Regions from separate parts of the Gossypium hirsutum genome. Here region 2 is linked to region 1. A link is a contact called in public Hi-C data. All regions are on one chromosome and are shown on one strand. The core of a region is the stretch at or near the end of the contact, and the rest is flanking DNA. Distances in the headings are between cores, read along the strand shown.

Region 1 (6,669 bases), core at 3,105-5,604:
AGTGTATATATATTACATTTTTCTCCATACAGGTAATGTTGATAGATTTTTAAAGAAAAATAACAGTCATCAATTCCAGATCGTGTGTCGGATAGTTCTTCTTATATGGCTTTAACTGTCGAGAAGAATAAGAAATCACCTTGCCTTCTTACATCAAAACACAACCTAATCTACTGAGCGAAGCATCACTGTAAACAAAAAATTCTTTTCCAGAATCTGGTTGCGTAAACATGGGGGCTTCTGTTAGCATTACTTTTAGCTGATCAAAACTTTGCTGACACTTTTCAAACCAGACAAATTTAATCTCTTTCTATAATAGCTTAGTCAACAGTAACAAAACCATTGAAAATCCCTTGACAAACCGCCTGTAATATCCAACTAAACCCAGGAAACTCCTCACTTCACTGAAATTCTTCAGAGGTTTCCAATTCAAGACTGTAGAAATTTTGTTTGGATCAACACGAATACCATCCGTAGAGATTACATGACCAAAGAATCCAACTTCTCGAAGCCACAATTCTCATTTATAGAACTTTTCATACAATTATTTTTCTTGTAATTTTTCCAACACAGTTCGCAGGTGTTGGGCATGCTCAACTTCATTCTTCGAATAAATCAAAATATCATCAATGAACACTACTACAAATTGATCTAAGAATGGTTGAAATACCCTTTTCATTAGATCCATAAACGCAACAAAGGCGTTGGTCAAACTAAACGCCATTACTAGGAATTCATAGTGTCCATATTAGGTTTGAAAAAAAAATCTGATACATCTTATTCCTTGACTCGCAATTGATAATATCCTGATCGAAGATCAATTTTCGAGAATACAATGGCTCATTTCAACTAATCAAATAGGTCATCAATGTGCGGCAAAGGGTATTTGTTATTTATGGTGACCTTGTTCAACTATCGATAATCAATGCACAATCACAATGTTCCATCCTTCTTTTTAACAAACAAAACCAGTGCACCCCACGGTGATATGCCTGGTCTGATGAATCTGTAATTAATCAGTTCTTGCAACTAAGCTTTCAACTCTTTCAATTCTGTCGAAGTCATTCTGTACTGAACAATTGAAATTAGAGTAGTTCCAGGGATTAATTCAATTACAAATTCCACTTCTCTTTTTGGTGTTAACCCTGGTAATTATTTAGGGAATATATCTACAAATTCTCCACAGTCGAGACTTGCTCAATTTTTGTTCTTACCACTCTCGTGTCGAGTACATAAGCTAAATATGCTTCACATCCTGTTCTGAACACCTTTTAAGCTATCAAAGTTATTATAATATTGGTAAAACAATCCAACCGATCGAGTTCAACATTAATAAATTCGTCGTTTTGACATTTCAACACAATCCACTTCTGTTTACAGTTAACAATGACATTATGTACGGTCAACTAATTCATACCAAGGATGACATCAAACTCGTCAAAGGATAATAACATTAAATCAGCAAGAAATTCATAACCCCGTATTTTCAGTAGACACTTTCACATATCTTATTAACTACTATGCACTGACTTAAAGGGTTTGATACTCTAGTATCAAACTCAGTCAACTTTACTGGCATATTTTTCTTAATTATTAATGCAATGCATATATACGAATACGTTGATCTAGGATCGGTTAAAGCACAAACAGTAGCATCAAAAAGGGAAATTGTACCAATAATCACATCATGAGCAGCAACCTCTTCTCTGGCCCGAATCGCGTAAGCTTGGGCTGGCGCGTGACCTTTTGATCTTGTAGTCACCTTGTGTGTTGTGCTGCGACTAGCTCCCACATTATTTCTATGTCCCTATTTCCTGCCTCTTTGTGAAATGGTCGTTGGTTTGGTAACTTGTTCTAAACTAATTTCAATCTTATGTGGGCAATCCCTCAGATAATGCTTCGTTAAACCATATAAAAAATAAAACCCACTCTTCAATCCACATTCACCAAAATGGTTTTTACCGCAATGTTCACATACGGGCTTATCCACATTCCAGATACTACCTACATTGGTGACAGATGTAGTCTGAGGTCTCGAATTATTATATCGTGATCGATCTATCTCTGCATATCTAGAAGGAGGCATGAACCTATTTGGAACAACTTTAGACTTTTTCGGTAGAATGAGAAAAGATCTAGACGTACTCAGCTTGCCTGAATCTCAATGTTTCATTTCAACTTGCTTCTTTACGTTGCATATAGCTTCTATTTTCTCTGCTCTATCATCCAAAGTAACAAATTCCTTAGTTTCAAGAGCTCCAACCAACATTTGAATTTCTTCATTCAAACCCCAATCAAAGTGAGTGTAAATTTAAGCTTTTGTGGGAACTATTTATCGAGTATATGTACTGTCGAACAAATTCTCTCTCATACTTAGCGATTGAGTTGTTTCTTTGTTTTAACTCGAGAAACTATCTCTTCTTCTTTTCCAAATACCACGAACTAATATATTTCTTTCGAAATTTAGTTTGGAAAAAATCTCAGTTTCCTTTTTTTTAGAACCATTATGATCAGTGTAGTCCACCATTGATATGCCTCATCTTTCAATAACGAGACGACACACCTCAAATAGTCATTTGGGAAATAGATCATCTCATCGGAAACTCATTGTGTGTTTTCAAATCAATACTCAGTTTTAGCTGGATCATCATATCATTTCCCTTAGAATTTCTTAGCTCCACATTTTTAGATTTTATCGATTGAGGGTCTGTGAACATTTACCAATTTAAACCTTGAGGACGGGAGGGTGTTGAGAGTGGCACAGTAGGGGGTGGAGGTTGCAGATCCACTGGGTGAGTTCACAGGAAATCCGAATACCACTCATTCATCATTTGAAAGAAGGCACCACGCGCCTCACTTCCATGCCTTTGAGTCGAGGGTGCACCTTAAGAAGCTCATTGCTTGGGATTTGGAACATTACTATCTACTTTATTAGGTGCAGCATGATTAAACTCAGCCAAAATCTTTTATCTATATGAAAAACCAAAATCAAATTGGATCTGAAGGTATCACATAATCATCCTTTATAAGTGACATGTATTTCTAGACTCATACGTGCTATGTTTCAGTCTTAGAATCCACTAAACCGTAGCTCTGATACCACTAAATGTAACACTCATAATCCGATCCTGTCATCGAACCCAAGCTATAAGATATTACCAAGTAGTGAGTTAGGTCGTGACCTTTAATCAATCAACATTGCGATCTCCAGCCTTATTGACCTTATGCTATCTCAATCCCTTACATCGTGGCATGACTCTCTATTCAAGAACCTTCAAATCGTTGTGCACTTTAGCATTCTACACACCTACACATTCACAAGTGCACCTTTAAGCATAATCTATTAACAAAAGTCTAGAATAAGATCAAAATGCTAAAAATGACACAAAAAACAAACATACCTAGAAATGACCTAAAACACAATTTAATCCTAAAACGACTTGATTTTACTCAAAAGTGAACTAAAATAAGCGTAAAAGGACTATGATTGTATACACCTAATTACACCTATCAATTACAATATTTCTCTTAAACAACTTTGTAAACCTAATGTCTAAAATAAACTAATATGTAACCATTAAAGAAGTCTATATATTCAAAATAAAAAGCTTAGATCATTTATACAATGATGGCTTATTTCGCATATAAGCTAACATCAATGTTGTAAAAACTAGACTGGATGTTAAATTGATCGAATAAGACCTCTGATTCTAATTTAACCATACGATTCAATCACATTGAAAAATTAAAGGAAACAAATTAATATTTATTAAAAATCCATAGAAATTCAAAAAAATATTACTTTTTTTTAAAAAAAAGAAAAAGTATATATAAAAAATCAAAGATAAAAATGAACTAAAAAATAATGAAAAAGATCAAATTTTTTAAAAATAAAAATAATAAAAATAAGAAAAATATGATTTTCTTATTTTTTTCTCAAACTTCAATTTTCAAAACTACATGCATATTGTAGTTTAACATATTAATCGGATTGATAGACGTAAAGTTGGTTAGTAAAAGGGAGCAGCAACTTTAGAGTGTTGAGGAAAAAGCAAATGGACAAGAAGAGCCTCCAAAGTAGGATTTTGAGTGAAAACAATGGAAGTTTGTGTATGTTGAGAAGCAAGTCCGATATAGCACTATTGATTGGCATATTATTATGTCAATGTATTTATCTGGTAAACAAAAAGAAAAAAAGTTTCACCAAGATTGAATATCATGTAACTGGTCAAATTCCCTCGCCCCAAACTCTCCTCCACCGAGCCCAATAATGCCCAGTGTAAATAAAGCCCTAACTCAAAAACTCTGTTTCAATCCTCAAATCGAATCCATGTCTGTAGGGTATTGGGCCTAGAACTCCATATGCCCCCTTCCGTTTCTCTTGTTCCTTCTGTCTCTCTTCTTCCATTTTCATTTCAACCGTTTCTTTTTCTCTGCTACTCATCACTTTCCATTTTCCTTTCTTCTTCTGTTTTTTTTTCTTCTCTTTGATCTATTCTACACCCGGCACCGTTGCATTACTCTTAATTTGTTTGGTTCTGCTACCCAGTGCATACATTAGGCTTTTAGGGTTTCTCTGATAACATTTTCTTTGGATTTTGTTTTGTGTTTTCGCAGCTTATACTTGCTGCTGAGTTATAAATTTGTATAATCTAATATCAGGGAAGAATAATTGGTGCGGAATGAACAACTCCAGGGAAAATTCTCCAGACTGGCTGCGCTCTTTTCAGGTATATTTACGCTGCTTTCTTTAGCTTCTAAAATGTTTTTATTTGTTTGACACTCTGCACCATGCTTTTTCCCCATTATTTTCATGGCTAAAGTTTGAGGTTTAATCAGATTGTTCTCTTTTCTTTTTTTAACCGTATAGCAGTTAGCCAGCTCTTGCACCTTTACATTGTTTTCTTACTGGTTTGCGAGAATTTGCTTTGTTTTTAGGCACCAACTTCTACGCTGACATTATCTTCGGATTCCAATTCTTCGCCAAATGGTAGCCCGCGTAGGGTTGATAAAACTGATGCTGATGAAGAAGATACATTGGAAAAGAGAAACCACGATAAAGTAAAGCAAAAGCCTTCTGGAAAGAAGAAAAACGACGCCTTCAAGGACTCTGAAGGTTGAAAAGGAGTAATTCTCCTTGATAGTTAGGAACTGACGCAAGGGTTGTTTCCAAATAACTGAAATGATGCTTTAATGAATTGTTAAAAGTATATAATATTTCAGAAGGACTCTGAAGGTAGAAAAGGAGTAATTCTCCTATGATAGTTAGGAACTGACGCAAGGGTTGTTTCCAAATAACTGAAATGATGCTTTAATGAATTGTTCAAAGTATATAATATTTCAGCTTCTGATTTCTGAACCCTTTCTTTGATTTTGACCTCGTTATTTACAACTTGTGCAATATGAACTTTTAGCAATGATGCAGGGAGTGAGGAGGATGGAAAGGTTGCTACGGAAGAAATGTCTGAGAATCACTTGGGATCTCATGTACGGTATCACATTATATTGCCTTGGGATTGCTTAAATCAGGGTTCTCCTTTATTATTGCATTTCATGGTTCATCAAAAATGTCATCAAACTTAAAAAATTGATTTTAGACATCGTTTTGGAATTTATGAAAATAAAGACATTTTGCTTTGGAAAGAATCATTTCATCGTAGAACAAAACCATTTTCATTTATTTAACAGTATGATAAAAGTTTAATGTAAATTTTACTTCATATGTTTGAGACATTTACTACAGAAAGATATCCAACGTGGTATGAATCTGATTAGATTGGAGGACCACCGTTAATATTGATGCTGATGAAAGTGGTTAGATGTTGAACAGGCAGCAAATCATTTGATTTGGACGTTATCATCCGATTCTGAGTCTTTTCCTGGCCATTCTCCTCAAAGGAAGGAGAAAGTGTCTCTATCTCAAGAGAGTGGAGAGGCAAGTGATCCAGTTCTGACTGGCAGGGCCAACAGGTCTCCACTAAAGAAGACTTCTAAAGGAAAATCTCCAAAGAAGGGGGTAAAAGCAAGGGGTCAGACTCCCAAAAAGGAGAAGAATGTGAAAGATGATGCGAAGATAACAGGTATGATACTGAATTTGTAATGTAAAGTTTGATTTTAACGTTTATTGGGTTTGGCTAGCTTAAAACATTCAATAGCTGATGCAAAGGATACTATGTGATAAAGCTACCTAATTTATTTCATGCAATGTTGGGTTATGTTAACAGAAAATGATGTTAATGTGGAAACTGCCGAGGAGGCATTTGAAAAGCACATTGAACCTCATGTAAGACCATTGGTAGAAACTATGTTATTTCCTTTTTGTCATCTGGGCCTCGTCACTTAATTATTCAAATTTTACGATATGTAGGTTTCTACCTCAAGGTTGCCTTTGGTGCTGTCTGAGAAAGTTCACCGCTCAAAGGTAGGATACATTTTGTCATAGTTATAGCTTATTTGCAACCAAGTTCACTAGAGACTAGGCTGTGAGTTTCAAAAAGGGTTATATTGGTGATGAACTGCATTTAGTTGCTTGTAATTGTTGTGAAGTTCAACCTTTATATTGTGCAGGAAATCATTAAGGAAGATGTGATTGCTCCTAGGATTATAATCAGAAATAATCTAAGATTATTAATTTAGTTACTTTCTTAGTCACTAAAGCTCTACAAACAA
Region 2 (6,669 bases), core at 1,239-3,738, 140 kb before region 1:
TATATTTCTCTATAATTCAAAGAAGATGCTATTAATTGTTTTGAGTTCATTGAGCTCCTCCCCGCTAGCAATTCCAGGATCAATATAGCACAACTGAAAAATAAATGAAGAAGAATATAAGCTAATAAATGAAAAGATAGTCATTTATTAAGTCAAATCATTTGACCAATTGTGTTATAACCTGGTATTGTGGCTTCTTCAAGGTGTGGACTCCTCTTTTTATAAGCTTCTGCCATCCCACATTTGTTTTAAGGGACCTTTCCAAAGCAACTGTTCCCTGCACTTGTATAAAAGATTATGGAAGATAAGTAACATTAGCTGCATCACAATCACCTACACGAATATGCATGCAGCAACACACACACACACACACACACACACACACATAAAAGAACTACGTTCTGGCAATATAAGGGAAAAAAAAAGGTTAGTGACACCCTTGCAAGTGCCAATTTTATCAATCACAGGTAAAAGAACTATTTCTGATTACATATTTCCCAAATTTCAACTCCCATATTACAGAATAAATCTGATCAGCATGTGGATCATGCTTGAAGTCTACAGCTACAAGGGAAAAATAATCAGACAGAAACGTTGGCAAACTTTATCTCTGGAACTCTGAATGTGCATACAAACCAGACTATTAAAAAACATACACGAGCAAATAATTGAAGATAGACAGAGTGAGAACAATTATCATCAAAACTTTTATGAAGTAACAATATCATGATGCATAAGCACTAAATCAGTAAAATATTCAGTAATGGTATCATTTATCAAGGTCTACAAGCTTTTAAGCACATCAAGTGACCACAAAAGGAATTACATGAGTAGTACTCACATCAGAAGGGTCCAAAATCAAGAGATTGAACTGATTTGTCCCATTCTTTTGATGTTTAACCTGAATCCCAATGATTGTTCTTGAATGTCCATCGTGTTGGAAGTATAAAGGCCTACCCATAAAAGCTAAGGTAAAGACAGAATCATTGAATGTAATAAGAAACATACCTTTCTGTATCATAATAAAATTATGACAAAATATGGATAGAAACACAATGAGATGCCTTTGATGCACACCTCAGAATAAAAATGAACGTCAAATAAATAAATATAGGTATAGCTAGCAATGTTGATGGTTACTTACGCTCTATCACTCACTACAACCTGACTGGAGCCAGAAATGGTTAACCCTTTATCTGAAAAGTAATTCCACACCCAATCAATCAGAACCTGAGGTCCTTCACTTTTCCCTTTAGAATTATCACTCTTCCCATTATGCAAAGAGTGACAAAAATGCCTTCCCTTAATCAAACCCTGCTGGCGATGAACATATTTATCCATAGGTCCAGAAACTCGAACTGCATTCCTTTGCTTAACTGGTTGTCCAAGAGTAGAACCAGGAACAGAAAGATAGAACAGTTCAGATTCCTTAGGACCAAAATCAACCACCCTAGCACGAAGACTAAATGAACGAAAAAGAGAAGCACATTCAGTAGTCCCAATCCTGTGATTGGTACCATATATTTTGCAGTTAAAATGTTGGGCACCAGGTGGATCAAATCCACTTTCCCAAGCAATCTCAAGCCAACGCTGGAGGAAAGCGATATCAGGAACAAAACCTGACTCACCAAACAGGACTTTTCTAGCTTCCTTCCTGTGAGCAAGCAAATGAGAGCTTAGCATTTGAATGTTACGCCATCCACAACCCCAACCAACATCGACGGACGGAAGACTTTGGAAGTGATCCACGTAGCCAGACAATATGGTTACGGATGAGTTGTGTCGAGCTTCTAGTTCTAAACAATTTCTCAGCAAGGAAATCAAACCATCCTTGACGTGATAAAAATTGCTCCTTGTTTGTAAACCAATCAAAGAAGAAATGCTAACCACGTCAGTGGAGCCTGAAGAAGAGGCAATTTGAATTTGATTACCCAATTCCATGTCATTAGCTTCCTTATCCTCATCCTCGAAGTGACTGTTGGCGTGCCTGTATCAAATTTTTACTACCATTACTTTGATCCTAAATCAGAAATAGAACTAGAAAAAAAGTCCAAAAAAGAGCACACCATTGGAGTTCTGAGGAGGGAACGCTAAGGTGACAAAAGGGACAAACGGAAGATTCCATAGATCAGACTTCACTACGTCTTCAATGCTGAAGAGTTTCAAAGGATTGTCTTTTTTGTAACTTATTTCTTTCTAAAGTTTCGTTGAAAATCTGAATCTTCCGGTCATCGAAAGTTTTCTGATGAATAATAGCAATAAAATAAGAAACGAATAAACTGGGTACCGGACCCTATGATGAAAGAAGATGCGGTTATGGGAATCGAGACGCTAACCTCAAAAGGTAGAATGAGAGGTGGGGGCGGAGGTGAGAGGTGATCAGAATGACGCCGACGATTTGCCTCCTACGTTGCGCTTTTGGTGTTGTGATGATTTGAGTTGGGGAAAGATGGGGAAACACGGAAAATTCAAAATTGGAATGAGGGCTGGGAAAGAGATTTGGATTAATGTCCGCTTTAGTCCCTAAGATATACCATCCTTTTCATTTTAGTCCTCAAAGCTTTTCTTGACGTCTTTTTAGTGGGTTCACTGATTCGGATGATCAGTAGAAAAAACTATTAAAGTATTATAGCAATTATAAAAATGATCCTCCATCCATTTTGCCTTTAAATTCCATGATAGGAACAGTTCCATTTGGAAGTAACTTCTCCCAATTTGATGAGGTCTTCGCTGAACCAGCAATCGGTGGGATTGGAATTCGGCATTTGAATCAAAGATTATTTTTTGGTTCTGATGAAACATAATCTATTTTTATAATATGAGTTAATTGTATTATTTAATAGTTAAAGCATAATAATCAACAAATTAAATTTTAAAAACTCGTCAGAAAAAATATAAATAATTTAGTAGTAAGGCGTTGAGAAAAATATATGCATATTTGAAATCCATGTAAAGATAAATAATGTCGGAATCAATTTAGTTAAATAAAAAATTCAAGTTATATATTATATTTATCACTTTAAATAATTGTGCTTTTGGGATTAGAGGTCACATAATTTAAATTCGTGTCAAACGAGTATCCGACAAAAATTTAAACTATCGCTCCATATAAGTCAAGTTTAAATAATCACGTTTTTTAAATTCTTTAGAATATAAATATATTATCTTATCAAGTTAATTCAAATTACAATTAAAAATTGAAATTTTAATTAATAACATAAATCTATAGAATTTATAAATAAGAATAAAAATTTATAAGATTAAAAGGTGTAATGTTTTGAAATAAAATAGATATAGAATAATTATGTTACAAAAATTTAAATCTCATTTTATTAAACATAAACTAAATAATTTTTTGAAGGATAAAAACATAATTCTTTATAAGTTAGCAACATCGGTCATAATGGCTTGGTGAATACAAGAGAGAGAGTCATCTATCTAATATAAATCAACAAGTACATTGAAACTAGGGGTGCTCAAAAATACCTGACCCGAGATATTCGACCCGTTGACCCGATAAAAAACAAACGAGTGTTTTTTATTTTTTAAAAAATTTCCAGGCCGGGTACCTGACCCGCCATTTTTTACGGGTTCACGAGTCGAGCCCGAGCCACAATTTCTAAATTCCATGGGTACTCAACGCTGTTACCTATGTGTATTTGTATTTTTTTTTTAAATTATTTGTATTTTTTTAGTTAAAACTAAAATTGATTCCTAATTTTTTACCCTAATTACTAAATCACTATCCCACTTTTCAATTCTCCCATGCAAATCATCTCTGTCAACCCCACTCCCACCAATCGACTGACCATCTGTGACCACCCGACACCCGCCATCTGACCGCTCCCGCCATCACCGCTCATCGCCGTCTCAAAGCTCAAGTAAGCACTACTATTCAATATTTCAGTCTAAGCACACTACTATTCAATATTTCAGTCTACCCGTCTCTCTCTTTGACTCTTCTCAAACTTCTCTGTTTTGTTCTATTTTTGTTTTTTTTTTGTTTGTTTTTTCTTTGGTATACTAGTCAGTCGGTTTGAGCTTTTGTTGTTTTCTATTTCACTATGGTGTTTTGCAAATCTTTTGGGTGATAGAAAATTAGAAATTATGGATATTTTATAACAACCGTAAATGCTAGAGCTTGATATTTACTATTATTATGTTTAAAGATTCTAAATTATTGCTTGATTGTTTCCATTTTATACCTCATGTTGTGACCCTATGGGAATGAGGATACAAATGATTTGCTATTAACTTTGTCTAGTATTACACAATCAGACTTTCATCGATTGTATTCTGCAGATTGTCTGATCATATAAGACAACTTTATACTTCTTTTTTCTGAATGCACTTTGTTCTTGCCTATGCCCTATGGATAGTTTCTGTTCATAAATCATGTTCCTTTTTTTGATGTTATTTGTTGACTGTAATTTAAATTGTTCTGACGATACTGTCTTTGATGAAAAACTCATTTCTCAATTAATTGTTTTGACTGTAATTATCATCTTAACTGTTCTCTTGGTTCTTATTTAGTCCGCTTTTTCCACCAACTCTGTGAGAATAAGTAATTGAGTTATGGTAGTTTAATTATCTAATTTTTAGCTTATCAAATTTTCAACCAAGAGTATTTGTTATCATGGTTTTCGTTGCTTTCACCTTTCATTGTACATGTTGGCATGTTGACTTTTTCTTTATGTTCACTTTTTGCATGTGTTTAACCAATGATGGCAGGGTTAATTTTCTTCTATATAAGGAAGAAGGCATGTAAATATAAATAAACTAAACCAAAGCTCATGTGTACTTTTTTTGTTCTACGAATCATAATTAACGAAAGTATATGTTTTTTTTTTCAAAATATGTCGATGATTGTGGAAAATGATGATGACTTAAAGAAGATATCTTCCTCAACTGATTCGTCTAAGGAACCTGAAAAGGCTAAAATGGTGATGGAGACTCTAACAAGTGCAAAAACAAAAGGAAAGGGGAGAAGGTAGTTGAAATTACAACAGATGGAGGTAAAAAGAGAAAACTTTCTACTGTTTGGGATCATTTTAAAAAAATTGATGGTGATAAAAATCATGCTAAATGTATTTATTGTGGTGGAAAGATAACTTGTTCATCTAACAATGGAACTAATGCAATGAGGTGTCACAGTAGTAGGTGTAAGAAAGCCCTTTTCAACTTAGATAAAAAAACAAACATTCTTAGATTTTGAGTCTAAGACAAAGTGCAACGCTGATGGGACCATAGAAACTGCTAGTGTTCCTAGATTATGGCGTTTTGATCAAGATGAGATTAGACAAGCACTTGCTAAAATGGTGATTATTGATGAGTTGCCATTTAGTTTTGTTGAACGTGAAGGTTTTCATTACTTTTGCAAGATTTCCATTCCTGATTTTGTTCCTCCCTCACGTGCTACTATTACAAGAGATTGTTATGCTCTTTTTATTGAAAAAAAGGAAGATGTTAAAGAACTATTTTAAGAATTTGTCTTCTAGGGTATGTCTTACCACTGATACATGGACATCTGGTCAAAATTTGTCATATATGTGTCTTACTGCCCATTTCATAGATGATGCTTGGAAATTACATAAAATGATCATTAGCTTTTGCCCAATTGCTGGTCATTCTGGGGAGCTTATCGGTAGGGCTCTTGAAAAGTGTCTACTAGAACGGGGTCTTAAGACAATATTGACTATAACAGTTGATAATGCTAGTTCTAATGATCTAGTGATCAAGTATTTGAAGCAAATTGTTTACTTATGGGATGGAAGTGTGTTTAATGCTGAATTTTTGCATATGAGATGTGCTGCACATATTCTGAATTTGGTTGTTAAAGATGGGCTGAAAGATGTTGATGTTTCTATTATGAGAGTTCATGCTGCTACGAAATTTGTGAGGTCTTCCCCTGCAAGGCTTCAAAAGTTTAAATATTGTGTTGAAGAGGAGAATATAAAATGTAAAGGTTTTGTTTGCTTGGACATTGAAACTAGGTGGAATTCCACTTATTCCATGCTTAAAAGTGCTTTGGTGTTTAGGAAGGTATTCAAAAATATAAAAACTAAGTACCTTTCTTACACAAAAGTGCTTTGGTGTTTAGGAAGGTATTCAAAAATATAAAAACTAAGTACCTTTCTTACACAAAAGTGCTTAGGAAAGTTGGTGGTGCTCCTGATGATGAGGATTGGGACAAAGTTGCTTGTTTCTTGCCTTTTCTTGAAATCTTTTATGAGACTACATTGAGCTTCTCTGGATCAAGGTATGTGACTAGTAATACCTTTGTGGAAGAAATATATGATATTGGGTATTCAATTAATCGTTATGTTGATAACCTGAATGGTGGGTTTAAGAGTATGGCACGCCAAATGAAGTTGAAATTTGTTAAGTATTGGGCAAATGTTAAGAATGTGAATGTGTTGATGTCCATTGCTTTGGTTCTTGATCCTAGGCATAAGTTAAGATATGTTGAGTGGATTGTTCACCGTTCTTATGATCTTAACAACTCTTATGTCTTATGTCAACGAATTAAAAATACTTTGACATCATTGTTTGACTTTTATGCTTCTTCGCATTTTTCATCAACACAAATGGAATCATGCTTTTCAGATCCAATTTCTAGTGGCCATGATGGTGAGGGAGAAATAATGAGGTTAAAAGGAACAAATTTGA

Evidence for each region. Hi-C and Micro-C count contacts between places; a contact is called where the count stands out from the background.
Region 2: a contact with region 1 is called in a Hi-C map of hypocotyl, with 3 times the contacts expected there. The contact joins the promoter of LOC107912159 here to the promoter of LOC107912226 in region 1. A contact is called at or near these places in 16 of 34 Hi-C or Micro-C datasets (anther, callus, fibers and 3 more).

The regions. Positions count from the first base shown.
Region 1 is chrD08:38,887,580-38,894,248 of Gossypium_hirsutum_v2.1, reverse strand. It overlaps LOC107912226 (DNA-binding protein BIN4), which reads left to right and starts at 4,354. Exons shown (of 12, transcript XM_016840311.2): 1 at 4,354-4,730; 2 at 4,939-5,116; 3 at 5,426-5,487; 4 at 5,831-6,080; 5 at 6,225-6,283; 6 at 6,368-6,421. The coding sequence starts at 4,683.
Region 2 is chrD08:39,022,697-39,029,365 of Gossypium_hirsutum_v2.1, reverse strand. LOC107912159 (zinc finger-containing ubiquitin peptidase 1) reads right to left here and starts at 2,488. Exons shown (of 7, transcript XR_005917130.1): 1 at 2,337-2,488; 2 at 2,067-2,242; 3 at 1,145-1,987; 4 at 842-953; 5 at 182-282; 6 at 1-93. It overlaps LOC107912183 (a long non-coding RNA gene), which reads left to right and starts at 3,472. Exons shown (of 4, transcript XR_001688091.2): 1 at 3,472-3,881; 2 at 4,896-5,015.